2 separate regions of the Mus musculus genome follow, and region 1 is linked to region 2. The links are chromatin contacts, called in public HiChIP or PLAC-seq maps. All regions are on one chromosome and are shown on one strand. Each heading gives the region's core, a stretch centred on a gene start, on an enhancer-like site or on the middle of the called end of the contact. The rest is flanking DNA. Distances are from core to core; before and after follow the strand shown.

Evidence for each region. HiChIP or PLAC-seq counts read pairs in DNA pulled down with a chosen protein or histone mark.
Region 1: a contact with region 2 is called in an H3K27ac HiChIP or PLAC-seq map of embryonic stem cells, with 8 read pairs. The contact joins two enhancer-like sites. A contact is called at or near these places in 5 of 484 Hi-C or Micro-C datasets (embryonic stem cells, hematopoietic stem and progenitor cells, liver and 1 more), 3 of 115 datasets of contacts at active chromatin or transcription factors (all in embryonic stem cells) and 1 of 9 other capture datasets (adipose tissue).

The regions. Positions count from the first base shown.
Region 1 is chr1:164,491,855-164,496,208 of GRCm38.p6, reverse strand. No RefSeq gene overlaps it. Among named protein-coding and RNA genes, the nearest start is that of Gm26685, 9.3 kb to the left of the region's middle. Within about 2 kb of position 1,263, at least 50 of the 459 cell types and tissues checked have an H3K27ac peak or open chromatin away from gene starts, as enhancers often do. A contact at or near this core is called in embryonic stem cells, where this site is marked.
Region 2 is chr1:164,369,880-164,374,823 of GRCm38.p6, reverse strand. The region is part of intron 9 of Nme7 (NME/NM23 family member 7); the gene reads right to left. Among named protein-coding and RNA genes, the nearest start is that of Gm39690, 46 kb to the left of the region's middle. Within about 2 kb of position 1,378, at least 18 of the 459 cell types and tissues checked have an H3K27ac peak or open chromatin away from gene starts, as enhancers often do. A contact at or near this core is called in embryonic stem cells, where this site is marked.

The sequences.
Region 1 (4,354 bases), core at 14-2,513, 120 kb before region 2:
TAAAGAGAAAAATAACAGCTGTCAAGAGTCAAGGATGTAGTGAGAGTAGACACATAGGTGACAATAAGAGGACAATATATACCACCATTATATTGATAAAAACACCCTTTCTTTTGACTGTATTGGTATTAAATCCTGATTATATCATGGTGAGATGTACTAGTGATGGGAGAGAAAAACAAATGGACTCTTTAGTCTTGCTAAATGGGTCAATATAGACCATTTTTATACACTTTCACATAAAAACCAAGGTCCCTCGTTGGGGATTGGTTCTAAGGCTTTGATTAGTTGGGAATCTGCATGTCCAAACACTGAAGGCCCTTGTCCCAAGTTGGTTTCGATTGATCAATAAAGATGCCAGCAGCCAATGGTGAAGCAAAGAGAAACAGGGCAGGACCTTTAGATTTGTGCAGGCTAGGAACTGGGAAAAAGGAGACAGAATTGTTATGACTCGGGGGAGAAGGATGGGGCATAGGAGTGGCAGGAGAGAAAGCCAACCTACCATGTGAGAATTCAGGTGGCCATTGTCTATCATGTCCACTGTGTAGTATTTTATAAAAAGAAAAGGAAGCCAGGGATAGGTTTGGTAGAAGTGTGGTATGGTGCAGGGGATGGATTGCCTCTGCGAACCTGTTCTGAGGCATCCCTTCCCCCTGAGGTACCAGCCATGTGACAGGTATAGTATGGAATAGAGTTTATTTACGGCGTGGGGAGTGGAGTGGAGAAGAGGCTGGCCATGAGCACGTGGGGGTTGGGGGGGGGGATGGGGAGAGGAGGGACAGAGAGGAAGAGGATAAGAGAGCAAGAAAGCAAAAGAGCAAAAGAGAGAGGAGGGGCCAAACCGCCCTTTTATAGTGAGTCAGGCATACCTGTTGCCAAGGAACTGTGGGGTGGAGCCTAGAAGGAATGCTAACACACTAGAGTTTCTCTCCTAGGTATCACCTAGCTCTCCTGCTCTATTTCTGTCTTCCCACCTTCCTCCCCTCTCCTTCTCTGGCCCCATCCCTGCCCAGTCTCTGTAAAGTAAATGAAGCATTTGAAGTATCTACTTTCATACAAAGTAGCTTGTTAATACCACTAGTTGAGAATAAAGCCTCTACCACAATTTTTTGAGCCAAATTCGTAGCAAGCTTTATTAAATACCAGCCAGGAACATGGACACTAGCCAGGTCCATTCCCAGAGAATGGCTGAGAATTATGTTAGTCAGGTGCTTATGCAGGCAAACCCCACAAGGCTACGTACTTCCTGCCTCTGTCCAATTGGGCCAAGCATACATTCTGATGTACTTCCTGCGTTCACATCTACCGCCTGTGTGTGATCAAGCACATCCTGTGTTGTTGAGACAACCAACCTTGTTTATAGAGGTGAAAACAGGTGGCTTTGTTATCTTATAAGAGCAGCCTCCAGCATTCCAGAAAGTCATCTGTCCTTGGGCAAGTGGGGTTTGCAGGTTAAAGGCTCTTTTGTTTTATGGATTGCTGAAGCACAATACGTTAAACCTGAAACGTAACTTTAGCTCTCACATTTCCTTATTCCAAGGGAGGTTGCAAAGCACAATGATGCTATGCAGGGCACTCATGAAAATATATATGGCCTAGGACCTGGAACACTAAGCTACCCTGCCCCAGTCCCCAGCTGCCTGGACTTCCTACCTAAGGATACCTAGACCTATTTATTTTCTTTGAGGACAGGATGCCTGTGAGCCAGTTAGCCCTAACATGGCTGCCAGAGTAGGGAGAGACACCATCACAATTCATTTACATGTCAAATGTCTTCCCCACCCCAGGACCACAAGGTTAACAACTGCCACCAGGCAACTGGGAATAGCTCTGACAGGAGCAAATAGCAAAGCAGGCACCGGTCACTGCCAGAATACCTGGGATTCTTTGTCCTTTCACAGAGGAGCCCTGAATATTCACCCTCCCAGGTGAGCCTGTCCCTCCCCTCCGCTCTGCTACCATAAATCCGAAACTACCGAACCCCAAACAGACTGCTCTGGAGGCTTATCTCTTTGTCTCCTATTTTGGGCCAAGAATAACAGTTTTTCCTGTTGCTCAGCCTTGTCACCCAGCCTCTAAATTTAAAAGAGAAAATGGACCCAGTTTGAGGTCTGAAATTTGCAAACAACTATACCACGTGGTGGAATCTCTTGCAACTCAGAAAGGCTTGAGTTAAAATTCCCCCACCTGCCTTTGGACAGATTAACGCTATTTCCACAGGTGTACTTATAAAACAGAGATAATAACCCGTAACTCAGTCCTCTGTGTACTCACCTGCATAGAGACTTGCTCTCTAAAACTTCTTTCTGTAATGGAGTGGCTCCTCCCTTCCGAACCAACAGCTTATGCTGCACAAATTGGTTCCTGCTGGAGTTTTATACTCATGCTTATTATCATTGATGGGAACTTAGCTTTCATTTTAGTAAACACCTTTTAGAACGAGCTTGCAATCTTTGCAAATAATCCCCTAAAGCTTGCTCTCTCTTGCATCCTGCTCTCCTTTCAAACGAGGAGTCTGAGACAGTTATTTGGCTACTGAGGGCAGGAGCCAGTAGGTCTGATTCTTGAGTTTGTGCATTTCCTACAATCTACAATTTCCTACGATTGGGCTTTCACACAGCTTGGTAGAACTTGCCTTCCCAGACTCTGTCCAGGGACCAGCTGGCTTCTCATGCTAGAGCAAGATAAAGTCAGGAGGAGGAACTTCCAGCCAGCCTTGCTTGACAGCCTTCAGGAGCCTGCCCTCCCTCAGTGCTTCACCTTCTCTCCTGGGAATGGGAAATCTCTCTAGGGGTAAGCCTGTGACTCGGGTCCTCCATGTTGCCTCTTGTTTGAATTTTTTTAGATGCCATGTCACACACAGAGAATATCATTGGTGGTGGTGGCTATCTTCCCGTGCTAGTTTTATTGGCATCTCTTCCATGAGCTAGGCTCTCTCATTGGCACTGACTCATGTTGGCAAAGAGAAAGAGACAAAAAACAAGTCAACAGAGAGAGTGAAATACCATCTCTCCCAGAGGGTTGGTTGCTGGCCAAGATGCTCAGGAGTGCCGCTCACTGGACACGAGGACACGCAAGAACTGCGGGATACTCCCTGCCTCTTGAAGAGTGTCCAGGGCCTTCCCAGGAAACAAAACAAGAGAAAAGTTTCAGGCCTAGGGTCCCAAAAGAACCTGAGCTTGAGGCTCAGCTCTTACATCTCAGCCATAGCTGTTAGAGTAAGATAATACTCATTCTTCCCACATCTGCTTTGTTTGTTTTGTAAAATGAAATCGATGGCCATACCATCCCTCCGGGGTCTTTGAACGATGCACATGAGATGAGACAGGACAGGTGCCTGCCACAGTACCTTACCAGCACTGTGCACCCAGCAACACTGCTGTTATATCTCGTGGGACGTGTGATAAGCCAGGGAGAGGGTAGGATGGTGATGATGATATTTTAATTATTATCTTCAAAATCACCAGAGGAAAAAGCTTAAACTTCAAAGGGCACTCCGGAGAAGTTAGCCTCCCAGAAAAAAATTGGCTTCAGATTCTCTGGGCTTAACTAGTTGGAAATTAAACCAGCCAGGCATGGTGGCACATGCTCTCTAGAGGCAGAGACAGGTGGATCTCTGTGACTTTTGTGGCCACCCTGGTCTACATAGTAAGTTCTAGGCTAGCCAAGACTATATAGTGTAATTCTGTCTAAAAAAGGAAAGGAAAGGAAAGGAAAGGAAAGGAAAGGAAAGGAAAGGAAAGGAAAGGAAAGGAAAGGAAAAAAAGGAAAGAAAAGAAAGAAAAGGGAAAGATAAGAAAGATTAAAACACACTTTCCACTTTAGTTAGTATATAACTATGGAAATGTTTTATTTTCAGTGTGATGGGTTTAACTCTTTTATTTTGAAGCTCTTAGAATGAAATCTAGCTAGGTAAGTAGTCTATTGTTCAGACATAGATCTGCTTCTTAACTATTCTGTTATTGCTTTGGGGCTGTGTACCTTTTTGTTTGCTTGTTTGTGCTTTAAACAAAGAGTATGTCTCGCTTTTTTAACTTTGCTACTTGACCAACATTATAATTTTATTCCCCTTTTAAAGTATTATCAGTTCCTTAGCTATAAAATTAGACTCTAGATCACTCATGATAACACATGCAACGGTATTTTACAAAACAGTAAAATGACCTTAGATGCTAAGTTTCAATGACTCCAGGGTGTGTGGTACCTGGGCTCTCTGCTTAGGGCATTCATAAAATGAAGCCGACTTCCAATCTGAAAGTAATATAATAGCAGTAGGATTTGTCCTTCTACATTTACATTTTATTTTCTGAAAGAAGATGAAGCTGTAGGAAAGTATGCTGATGAGATAGAAAAA
Region 2 (4,944 bases), core at 129-2,628:
AAAGTTGTTCCTGTGTCCTTCCCATTTCTTCTCATAAGTGTTCAGATGACCCACAGTACTCCGTTCTATCTATCCCTTTTCTCCACACAAGAGCATGACAGTTTAACGTACAATACACACTAGTATGACTTGGCATTTCACTTGATCTATTCCAAAGCACTACAATGTTCACCAGGCTCCTGCCTTGTGCAAATGTCAACACACTTAAAGGCACAAGTAAACCTAACAAAGGAATGTCATGTCACACAAAGTTTACACATTGTAACACTGTATTTTGATGGAAGTGTGAGGCAGTATTGCACTAGCCAATATAAACAGAAATCTAAAGTCTGTATCTATTATAAATCTGTACTATCCATCTAGAATCCTATTAAGCTATGTTTTCAAGTGGGACGGATCGTTTGAACCACAATTCTACTTACAGACAAGCACGTAGGGTGCTATGGTCCCGGTTACGGTAATCACTGCTGTCAAGGACAGTCACACTCAGGTCTGATTCCTATCTGAAAATTCCTCCCTAGTTTAGGTCATATGGAGTCACTGCTCCCATGTCTGCTATCCAGTCTGCTCAAGATCCATGGACACCGCCTTTTTATGAGCACTTGCTTATGTGTGGTGATAGGTCACAGGAGCGTTTAAGAAGGCAGTTTTGTGTTTAACAGCTTAGAACACAAAGAGTCAGTAACCACGTGTCCTCTCCTCCATCCTCGACAGAAAATGTCCAGATGACTGAACAAATGGCAGCAACTGTGTAAATGAAGCACATGCATGCAGCAATAAAATCAAACAAAATGGGGTCCCAGGAAGCAAAGGACAAATGGGTCAAACAAAGCTGAGTGTCTTAACTGGCTAGTGCTTGTACAGAGGCTGCATTTTAAAACAGCTTGCTTACAGCTCCATGAATGTCACCTCTTAAATGTCTCACTGTCATCTCCACGCATCGCGTTTCTCACCTGGTTTGTTTAAAAGCTTCTTTTCAGATGTCTTTCTCATAACGCATACAATAGCAGATATTTTTTATTTAACCTTGCTCTTTCCTGTGACTATACCCACTCTCCTTTTAAAGGGATTTCCTAGCCATTTTACTAGCAAGTTCCTATAGAACCCAATAAAGCTCAGATCTTAGCAAAAGCAGCCACAGCTTTTTAATTCCCAAGCCACAGTAATTTAGTTAGGAACCATAATTGGCTTAAGCTACAGAGTGCTTCCCTGGGATTGTTTTAGGGCTAGAACTGGAGAAAAACACCCTTCTGCTAGTGAACCACCTACAGTTGGCAGCTCTCCTTTCTCCACTGGAAAATGTATCTAGAAGGGTGAAGCTGAGAGTCAAGAGAGCAAAGACCAAGCAGAGGTAACATAGTTACTAAGTCGCTAATTAGAGCCTTCTCTAAACTCAGCACAGCCCCTTTTCTTGTAGTCTTACAAAACTGAGACAGGGAACCCAAGTTGGGTTTCTTGCCTTGCATCAGGGGGGCCCTCCTCATGCTACCTGCTTACGTAGGAAGGAAAGGTGCTGGATCCCGAGCTGGATGTGCTGAAGCCGGAAGCCAAGAATAAACCTGTGCCATTCTGATGCTGGCTGAGTACGGAGGGCAGAGGATGCCCCACCCCTTAAAGTCTGTGCAGCCAATGAGCGGAAGAGCAGTTAGAAGAGAGCATCTCTCCGAATAAAGTAGTGAAATGATAACAAGGGGAGCCCATAAAACGAGAACAAAATCCTCTGCTACCTTCAAGGTCAAATACTTTCACAAGTAGTAGATTGAATCATTTAAATACAAATGGGCTTGCTTCAAATAAAGGAAATAAGATCACATGGTAAAAATGGGCAAGTTAAAACCAATTGGAATCAACATAAAAGGAACAGTAAACATTTTGGCAGGAATTAAATTGGAAGGTGAAAACTTACATTGGGTTACTCGGTCTAAGGTAGTTAAAGGGTTGTAAGATAAGGCAACCCAGCTCCTTACAGTAGTACAATTCAGGTATGGTGGGGCTCTGACATAGTGTTTAAGGTTCATTAAGTGGGAACTCCAGGGGACTTGCAGGATTTGAACCATGAGCTGTTCCTAGAAGCCATAGTTTTTATTAAACAAAAATTTCAGTGCCAGGTATGTCCTTATGGACTGCTGACTAGGGAAGTCCCAGAGGCCCCCTGAAATGATATAAATACTTGCCATTCCTCTTGGATACCCAACAGAACTAGATAATAAGACCCTTTTGCTGAAGATACAAATATTGGTTGTAAGATACAAAGAAATAACACTGAAACCGAGCTGGAAACTTCTGCTGGCTAGCTTCCAAAATGGCGGATGTTATGAAGCCTGTGAAAGAAAAGGCATCAGTAGTCTTACCAAGATGAGAGCCCTAATAAACTAAAATCCCAACCTAGCAGACCACAAGTACACACTAATGCAATACGGCAAAACTGGGGAGGGTGGTAACACACTTTCTTGGCTGAAGAGGTGATAGGGACATAGTGGAGGGATTTACCAACATGGCATCAAACTGCCATTAAAACATCCATGAATATTTTTAAAAATTTTTTATTGAAAATATTTTCTCATACACTATATTGACCATAGTTTTCCCTCCCTCTACTCCTCCCAGTCCCTCCCCACCTCCTCTCTGCCCCAGACCTACTCCTTTTCTGTCTCTCATTAGACAAGGCCAGGCTACTAGAGACAACCAAACATGATAAAATACAAGACAAACACCATCTCATCAAGGCTGGACAAGGCAATGCCACAGGAGGAAAAGAGTCCCAAGAGCAGGCGCAGAGATCAGCGACCCACTCGTCCCCACACTCAGGGGTCCCATGAAAATGCTACAATGAAAGCTATGACATGTATGTGCAGAGGATCTGGTGCAGGCCCTTATAGACTCACTCCTTGCTGCTTCAGTCTCTGTGAGTTCATACACACCTTGTTCAGTTGATTCAGAGGGCCGTGTTCTCTTGGTTTCCTCCCTCCCTCTGGCTCTTATAGTCTTCTTGCTTTCTTTTCCTCAAGGTTCCTTGAGCTATGAGGGGAGGAATTTGATGGAGGAGTCCCATTTAGAGTTGAGCCCTCCAAGGTCTGTCTGTCTCTCTGTGTATGTGTGTGTGTGTGTGTCTGGCTGTGGGTCTCTGAATTTGTTCACATCTGTGCCAGGTCTCTGTTACACAAAGAAACCCCATCTGGGGAAAGAAAGGCTAAAAAATTCATCAACATATGAGAATAATTACGTAACAAGTAGGAACTATTTCAGGGACACAAGCCTTATTCACTAATTAAAAGTCAATTAATGTCGTAATGCTAGTAAGCTATGAAAAAGAACACATGGTCATATCAATGATGCAGAAAATAATTTTTTAAAAATGTGCAATACCCTTAAGAATATAAATTCAGAAAAAGAAGAAGGGTAGAAAACTCCTTCATCTTGATGTGTTGTCAGAGGTTAAGACAATGTACTGAAGCAAGAAAAAAGTGAGAGGCATTTGGATCAGAAAGGAAAAAAAAATCTAACCAAGATTTCCATATTAGAAATGTTAATCTACAACTAAGTCACAGAAGTAATAACTGGTTTCAACAAAGTGGTAGGATTTGAGATGTACATTAACAAGTTATAAAATTCTCTTTAAGTTGGCACAATCTCTACCAAAATCTTAGTAGAATTTTATACAAATAAAGATACAACCATTCTAGAACTACATGGAAATACAACAAAAATGAGAACAGCTAAAACAGCTTCAGGAAGGAATGAAGTGGAGCCAGGCATGGTGGTGCACACTTAAATCCCAGCATCTGTGAGACCGAAGTGTGAGAAGAGGAACTGCAAGGCCAAGGCAGCCTGGGACTTCAGGAGAAGTTCAAGGCCAATCTGGGACATAGAATGACATTGTGTCAAGTGGGAAGACTCATTCTACTCAAAACTGTCATCAAGATGGTGAGTGTGGGCAGAGCAGCTGCATTCATGCACGTCAGTGGAACAATAAAAGCACTGGACACACAGCCCCACACCTTAGGCAAAAGCAATCCAACAGAGGGGAGCTGACCTCAGCCAGCTCAGCAGCAGCCAGGCAGGGACATGAGGGAAAATGGCCTTTGTAGCCACTTCTCACGTGTACACTGAGACCGCTACATGGACCCGGCGGTTCTCCTCTCACACATGTTGTATGTACTAGTCACATACCCCCTCAGACAATACTCATAGTAGTCCCATGGACTGAATGTTCTATGTTGAGACCCTAAGCTAAAGGGATGTATTAGCAAATGGAGGCGCATACATTGTTAATTTTTGGCTATAATCAAGTAGAGGATTAGAAGACATACCCTGTGAGAGTGATTAGGTCATCAAGACAAAGATACACATAGAATCTTTATAAAAGAAACTATAAGAGATGGGAAAATAGTAAAAAATCTCTACAAAAATATTTATATTTTATTCATTTAGGATTTGTTAAGGAACATTTAATCTTGATACAGCCAAGAGTATTTAAACTAACAAAATGGATATGTAGATAATATGCTAAATACTAATATTAATTTAAACCACATTAGAGACATTTTATTGCCTTTAAAATTTATATCTAGTAAAATAAAAGACATGATAACTAAAAAATAATAGTGTGTTTTTAAAAACACATAAACCAAAGGTGCAGATTATGAGCACTTAAGATTTACTTGCAATAAAGCACAAAAGAAATCACAAGAATTGCTATATTCAACAGAAGAAATTTAATGCTAATCCAAGCAAACATACATAACAAATAACCCTGTGTATAAAACTGTGTGGAAATATTTGTCTTCTCTATAGAGAAATTATGAAGCAATTCTACGTCAATGGGAACTTTCACTGGGAAATGTTTCAGAAGTCCACAGATTGGTGTGGTTCTATCTCGGCCAGCTGCCCTTACCACTCAACAGATAGCTAAAAAGTCAACTGAAAAAAAATTGTTTTGGCTCT